Regions from separate parts of the Gossypium arboreum genome. Here region 1 is linked to region 2. Evidence: chromatin contacts called from public Hi-C data. All regions are on one chromosome and are shown on one strand. The core of a region is the stretch at or near the end of the contact, and the rest is flanking DNA. Distances in the headings are between cores, read along the strand shown. Region 1 holds the start of LOC108456803 (tubulin beta-8 chain). Region 2 overlaps LOC108456665 (mitogen-activated protein kinase kinase kinase YODA-like).

Region 1 (3,861 bases), core at 42-2,541, 690 kb after region 2:
ACGAAGTTAATATTATGAGTCAATTCGTACTAATTTAATTAGACAATAATTTAAAAGATTATTTTTATAAATTAAATTATATTAATATGAGAATATTTTTATCTTTTAATTTAAAAATGATAAAGAATGAGATTTATACTTAAAACATTGTAATTTGAAAGCATTTTAGAGTTGGTGTCATTAGTCAATCGAGGACCAACTCGGTTAGAGAAATTGTAAAATGTCCTTCCATAATCGAAATAAGTTATATTACTCGTATGTATTTTATTATTTTCATTTCAACAAAACTAATAAAAATATGCATATGGTAAGATTTGAAGCTACCCAATTAGATTAATAAAAGCTTAAATTTACTACTCAACTAAAACTTCATTTTGATATATTGTATACATATTTATTTTAATATGCACAATTTATTACTTTCATAATTTGTATATCTTCACTTACTATTAATAAAATCCTTGAGTATGTTAATGTCATAAATCAAACGGATACTAATCCTATAGAGAAATTACAAAATGACCTTCTATATTAAAATAAATTATATTATTGGAGGCTAATTTAGTCTTTTTAATTTAAAAATAAAAATAAAAATAAAACTATGCATGTCATAGGATTTGAACCCACACCAATTTACTATGTATAATAATTTTCATACATTTTTATTTTAATATGCATAATTTACTACTTCCATCAGTTATATATTTAAATTTCTTTTTACTCACAATTTAATTTATTTTTGTCCATTTTACTTATAATTTATTATATGTTATTTTTAAACACATATCTATATTTTAAATATGTGGTTTTAGCATATATATACACACGTGTGTGATAAATTTCTAGTATTAATAGTGCTATTTATTGAATTGATGTCATAAACTAACTCGAGATTAACTCACAATTGATGACAAAAACTTGATAAATAATTATAATGCATTTAGTATTGTTTATTTGATGTATTTACGTGTCTAAATTTTTACTTATAATTTAATTTAAATTTTTATTTTAGTATCATATATATTTTATATGTATTATTTATTTTATATTAATTTTAAATACATATTTATATTTTACATTTGTAATTGTTTTGGTAATAGGTGTGTGATAAAATTTCAAGTATGTTTTTGACAAATATCTTAATAAGAAAGAAAAAAAAAAATGGAAAACCCAAACACGCCCTTCGCCTCGACGGTAGCCAAAGTGGCAGTCACATGGATCTCTCCCAAAATCACGTGGTCACACTCTCCACCCTCATGCTCACGCACAATAAAATCATCTGAAGACACACACTCGCATGATGGCATGATGAAAATCGCGCGTCATGTTCAACCCTATCAACTACGCGTAAAGATTTCGTTTTCATTTAAACCCAGGGGTTATTCCTTTTTCCCGAAATTTTCAAAATTCGAAATATCCCCCTTTATTAAGCTTAATGGCCTCGTCAGCCGTCACGCACCTCCGTCAACCCTAACGGCGAGCACCACCTTCTGTCATCTCCTCCCTATATAATTCTTCTGTTTCCGTCTTTCATTTCAGAAAAAAAAAAAAAAAAACCTCACTGAAAATTCATTTTCTTTGGACTTTCTCTGAAATCCGAGTCCTAGGAAAGATGCGTGAGATTCTTCATATTCAGGGAGGGCAGTGCGGAAACCAGATCGGTGCCAAGTTTTGGGAGGTGGTTTGCGCCGAGCACGGCATAGATTCAACGGGACGCTATCAAGGAGACAATGATTTGCAACTGGAGCGCGTTAACGTTTACTACAATGAAGCGAGTTGCGGGAGGTTCGTTCCACGAGCCGTCCTTATGGACTTGGAGCCTGGCACTATGGATAGTGTTAGATCCGGGCCGTACGGGCAGATTTTCAGGCCTGACAACTTCGTTTTCGGCCAGTCCGGTGCAGGGAATAACTGGGCCAAGGGTCATTACACGGAAGGGGCCGAGTTGATCGACTCAGTGCTAGATGTGGTGAGGAAAGAAGCCGAAAACTGTGACTGCTTGCAAGGTAACGTGTGTTTTAATAATTTTAAGCATGCTTTTTTTTTTTGGTTTGGGTTTTTCAAGTTTAGAGTTAGATTAGCCCGTAGAAGAAGGATTTGTTGGCTTTACTTTTTCTAACTGTTGGTTTAACTCGTAAGTGGTTCTTTTATGTTACTTTCAGCATGGATCTGACAATTTAGGAAGGTTTTATGTGCTTGTTTAGTTTGAATTTTCAACTTATTAGCAAATTTCAAGTTTCGGAAGGAAGGTTCTCTATTTGGTTGCTCAAATAAATCTATATCATTCTCAATTCGAATATTATGCTTTTTAGGTGTGATTTAAAAATTTTGCGGAATCTATGATCTAGCTTTAGATTGGAATTTGCTTTCTTCTATTTCCTGACATCTAATGATTTGACAATCATTTTCTAATATTTCAGGATTTCAAGTATGCCATTCATTGGGAGGAGGAACTGGATCGGGCATGGGAACACTTTTGATTTCCAAGATCCGAGAAGAATACCCAGACCGAATGATGCTCACTTTCTCTGTGTTCCCTTCCCCTAAGGTGTCTGACACTGTTGTCGAACCTTACAATGCTACTCTTTCTGTTCACCAGCTTGTTGAGAATGCTGATGAATGTATGGTTTTGGACAATGAAGCTTTATATGATATTTGCTTCCGTACTCTGAAGCTCACTACTCCAAGCTGTACGTCAATCTTTTTCACGTTGCTGTTATTTCATATTTCAACTGTAAAAGGTCTGTTGATTTCATTTGTTCATCCTGATTGAATGCAGTTGGAGACTTGAACCACTTGATTTCTGCCACCATGAGTGGTGTGACATGCTGCCTTCGTTTCCCTGGTCAATTAAACTCAGATCTACGCAAGCTTGCCGTCAATCTCATTCCATTCCCTCGCCTGCATTTCTTTATGGTTGGCTTTGCTCCACTTACTTCTCGAGGGTCACAGCAATACAGGGCTCTTACTGTTCCCGAGCTCACTCAACAAATGTGGGATGCCAAAAACATGATGTGTGCTGCTGATCCTCGCCATGGGCGATACTTGACTGCTTCAGCCATGTTCCGTGGCAAGATGAGCACCAAGGAAGTCGATGAACAAATGATTAATGTGCAGAATAAGAACTCATCATACTTTGTGGAGTGGATCCCCAATAATGTGAAGTCTACTGTTTGTGATATTCCTCCAATTGGGTTGAAGATGGCCTCAACGTTCATTGGAAACTCGACATCTATTCAGGAAATGTTCCGGAGAGTAAGTGAGCAGTTCACTGCCATGTTTCGCAGGAAGGCTTTCTTGCACTGGTATACTGGGGAGGGAATGGATGAGATGGAGTTTACGGAGGCTGAGAGCAACATGAACGATCTGGTTTCAGAGTACCAACAATATCAAGATGCAACAGCTGATGAGGAGTATGATTATGAGGAGGAGGAGGATGAGGAGGAGGAACTCCAGGAATAGTAGTAGTGTGTGTTTCTTACTGTTTGCTTTCTTAACGTTTTGGAAAATGTTTTTCTGTTCTTTCAACCTGAATACCTTGTTTGGGTGTTAGAAATGTTGTTTCCTGGCTTATGTATTTTTGTTTACGAACATCTTTACATCAGTAGATACTAGACTCGTACGGATGCATATGGTTTTATATGGGATGCTGCTTTTTGGTAACTATGGAATTTGGTACTATAAATATATTAGAAATCACTCTTATGTTATGGTAATGTAGAGAGAGAGAGTGAAGTCACCCATCCCATCTCGTTTTTGTGTGATCTTCTGTAACTCTCATTGAGAGAAACAGTGATTTGCCAAAATTTGATCCTTTTTCATGGGAACGATTGCACAATTTATCCGTAGGCATCCGGTTGA
Region 2 (3,783 bases), core at 729-3,228:
GTGAATGAAGCACCATGTAACGCAGAAATGTGTAGATATGCCTAATTGGTCTCCTCAATACTCCCCTTGGAATTTTGGTATTTCAGACCTTAAATCTCATTGGAATATTCTCTCATGTTTTGCCATCAGGGCATTGGACAAACCAGGAATTATTCCTCCCTGGAGTCAGAGCAACTTGCTGTTCATTCATCTAGAGTTCCGAAACTGCATGCTAGGTCTCTCTCTCTTTCTCTTACTCTTACATACACAAACTCGAATATAGATGATAAAAATGATGGTTGTTAAGTCTCATTTCAATTCCTTATTATGCAGTGATATCAATATTCCAAGGAATGTATCTTGCCCTGTTTCACCCATAGGAAGCCCTCTTCTGCATTCAAGGTCACCGCAACAACTAAACGGAAGAATGTCTCCTTCTCCCATATCTAGCCCCCGGACCACTTCAGGCTCGTCTACACCCTTGACAGGTGGCAGTGGTGCTATACCTTATGGTTATCTGAAACAATCGCCTTACTTTCAGGAGGGTCTTGGTAGCATGCCAAAGCCCTCAAATGGTCTTTATGTCAGTGGCTCTTCCTGTCATGATAATAATCCTGACATTTTTCGAGGCTTGCAAGCAAGTTCTCACATCTCTTCTGAACTGGTGCCATCAGAAAATGACATTTTAGGAACTGGAAGATCAGTCCATGGGGAATCGTATGATGGACAGTCTGTATTAGCTGATCGTGTTTCTCGACAGCTTCTGAAGGATCACGCAGCAATGAGCCCATCCCTGGATCTAAGTCCCAGCTCTCCTTTACCTTACCGGAGTGTTATTATCTAAACTCAGCTTTGAAGATTCACCGATCAGAATGTCTTTTGGGTCTTACGGGATCAATTTGTATTCATCACTTTTAACTTCGTCTAAGGCAGCATATGGGTCAAATATGGAACCTGAACAGAAATTCGAGGAATAAGGTTGGAGAGCAAGGAAGTGAGGTGGCAGGTAGGTCATTTGCCAAGGATCGGGGTTTAGGCGTTCAATAGATCATTTATTGATTCCAGTTAGATGTTCAATAGACCATTTATTCAGGTGAAAATATTCCCGGAAAATAAGAATGTTGCTGCCGTACGGCATGAATCTTGTACAGGGTTGAGTGTGTAAATCAACTAATGCTTGACTGAACTGCAGTGGTTTGAAGTTAGTTGGCAAAAATGTCTTGGCTGCAAATCAAGGGGAAGATCATCGGCTTTCGGTAGACACAGTTGTACAGATGTTTTTAGGAACCAAATCGGAATTCCGAGTTTTGTGATCAGTAAAAGGATCTGAACTAATTCTAATGCTCTAGTGCTCGACATGATTCATTGTACGTACAGTACCAGTAGATTGAAGAAATCTAATTCCGTGGTTCATGCACTTTACGACCCTTGGTGGTTATTTTACAGGTTTTGGTAGCTTCACGATCTTGTTGCATTTAAAGCTTGCATCTGTACATTATACTTTGAGGAGAGAGACCCTGCACTACTGAAAGAGATTTAACACCAAATTGCTTTAAGCATCCAAAATTCAACCGTGAAGTGAATTTGCATTTTAGTTTTATTATCAGATGGATCATACAATTTCAGATCCACTGTCTCAATGGCAGAGTGGAGTAATTGAAGTTTATGTTCTAAACACCTCAAAATGTATTTGACAAGTCAAACTTCCATAAGAACCAAAGTAAAGCCAAATCATTTTAGCAGCTGACAATTTTAAAGATTTTCAAATTAAATAGTTCAAAGAAAAGGCTAACAACAGTTTAGGTGGTTCGGCTTTCCACGGACAGACACCAAGAAAAAAAACCAACCATGTTCCTCGACAGTTTGGATGTAGTGAATCTTTGACGATAGTAACTGATATCCCCCCTCATCACCTGCCGAAAACAAATCATGAACATTTGAGCACTAAAGTGTATAATCATTATGGTTTTCTCAATTGGAATGGACAACTGAACACTAGGCTACCCTTAAGATAATTTGATTTATTGTTTTGAAGGAACTACCACTGGACCAACTGATAGAGTTCACCTCCTAGTCTTTTTCTCTATCAACGGATGCGGTTCAAGTGAGAAAATGGCTCTTGGTGTACTTTTGGAGCAGGTTTAGCCACTTCTGGGACCCCAAAAACATTCCAGAATCTTAGTGTCTCATCCCCTGCAGCTGAAGCCACTGTGCAACCATCCGGGCTTTGAGCCATGTGAAGAACTCTAGATGTATGACCCATTATCTCCGCCATCTTCACCATTGATGGGTATTTCCAAAGAATTAACTGATTCTGAGTAAATCCATGAGAGCTCAGAAGCTCCCTCTCATTCTTGTTCCACAGCAAAGCACAAACTTGAGAGCCAGTATCCACTGAATTCAGGCATGCACCTGTATGTGTGTTCCAAAATTTTATGGTTCGATCACCTCCACCTCCACCAGAGGCCAGCAAATTGCTCTGAAAAGGGCACCAGGCAAGGGCTTTAACAGCAGAAGTATGATCCTCCAGCCTGTGTATCCATTGTGTTGGTGAATTTGAAGATGCCTTGGACATATCCCATACGTGAACAAGATTATCATTGCCTCCACTGGCCAGTTGTTGTCCAGAAGCTGACCATTTCAGCCCACAAACTTCTTGCCGATGTCCTCTGTAGGTTTTACAAACATGGGATCTAATCCTTACATCATTGTTAACTGTCATACCATCCATTCCTCCAGTTGTAAGAACGTGACTGTTCCATGCCATTGAACCCACTCTCGATCGGTGACAACCTCTCAGAGTGCGCAACTGCAAGCATTAGAAAGTAAAGGATTGTGTTGGAATAAATGACAGAACTGGGAAACAAAAAGAAACTGCTAATATTTAGAGATTATACAAACCTGCCGGTTTGAAGCAGAATCCCATGATTGTACTTCAGAATTGTTCAAGCCTATGGCAATATGCTGACCATCAGGAGCCCAACTCACACTTGTTACCGGGCCATTGTCATCATCAATGGTAACAAGTTCTGAGGTAGAACTATCTGAAGCATCCCACAAATAAACAGTGTTTCCAAGTGCTATTGCAAGAACATTGCTGCTGCCCCAGTCCAATAAATTCAAGTAAAAGTCATCCATAAGGTCAGAAGCATCCAATGTCCTCTCAGAGCTCTGAAGAACCAAATGATGATCACAATGCATTAGCGTCTGTGGAACCAAAACCTGATGTCCAAAGTCCAAACTAGTTAAATTGCATATGTATGTTCTGCTTACTGGGGAATGTGTCTTCGGGGCTTCGAAGGTTTCGCTGGGTGAACAGAAGAAGTTGTGTGGTCGGAAGGGAAGAATTCGACAGGTGTTGGTGGCTTGTTCTTGAAAGCCAAGATTTGAGTCCTATTCATGTTCAAGGCCTCAGCTAGCTGCATCCTATAGGCGTCCCTGGCTGGTGGGAAAACTGTCTGGTTCTCTTTGATCTTCCTCCCTTCGGTCAACATGTAATGTGCATAATCATAGTCCATTGCTGAACGATTTGGTATGAATCTATCCAGCTGCCAGTACAAAGAAAACATTCAATTTGAATGTCATTACAAAGTGTAATTTATCAAGAAATAATTTTAAGCAAATCAGTTTCCTAAAATAAAATTTTAAGACCAAGGTTTCCACGTATATTCCATTGTGAAATTGGAAAACCATATAAATAAAGTTTATATAGGACAAGAAAGCATTCATCTGAAGGTTATCACAAAATCTAATTTATCATGCTGTAAAATTGAAGTCCTTTTTAAACAAATCTGTTTCCTAGAA

What was found. Hi-C and Micro-C count contacts between places; a contact is called where the count stands out from the background.
Region 1: a contact with region 2 is called in a Hi-C map of leaf, with 4 times the contacts expected there. The contact joins the promoter of LOC108456803 here to the enhancer-like site in region 2. A contact is called at or near these places in 3 of 5 Hi-C or Micro-C datasets (all in leaf).

What each region holds. Positions count from the first base shown.
Region 1 is chr9:34,456,186-34,460,046 of ASM2569848v2, forward strand. LOC108456803 (tubulin beta-8 chain) reads left to right here and starts at 1,292. Exons shown (of 3, transcript XM_017755484.2): 1 at 1,292-2,006; 2 at 2,421-2,690; 3 at 2,780-3,663. The coding sequence starts at 1,613. The coding sequence ends at 3,462.
Region 2 is chr9:33,764,368-33,768,150 of ASM2569848v2, forward strand. LOC108456665 (mitogen-activated protein kinase kinase kinase YODA-like) reads left to right here. Exons shown (of 12, transcript XM_053019237.1): 11 at 130-215; 12 at 313-1,557. The coding sequence ends at 823. It also overlaps the pseudogene LOC108456667. Among protein-coding and RNA genes, the nearest start is that of LOC108456665, 7.3 kb to the left of the region's middle. Within about 2 kb of position 1,979, at least 2 of the 2 cell types and tissues checked have an H3K27ac peak or open chromatin away from gene starts, as enhancers often do. A contact at or near this core is called in leaf, where this site is marked.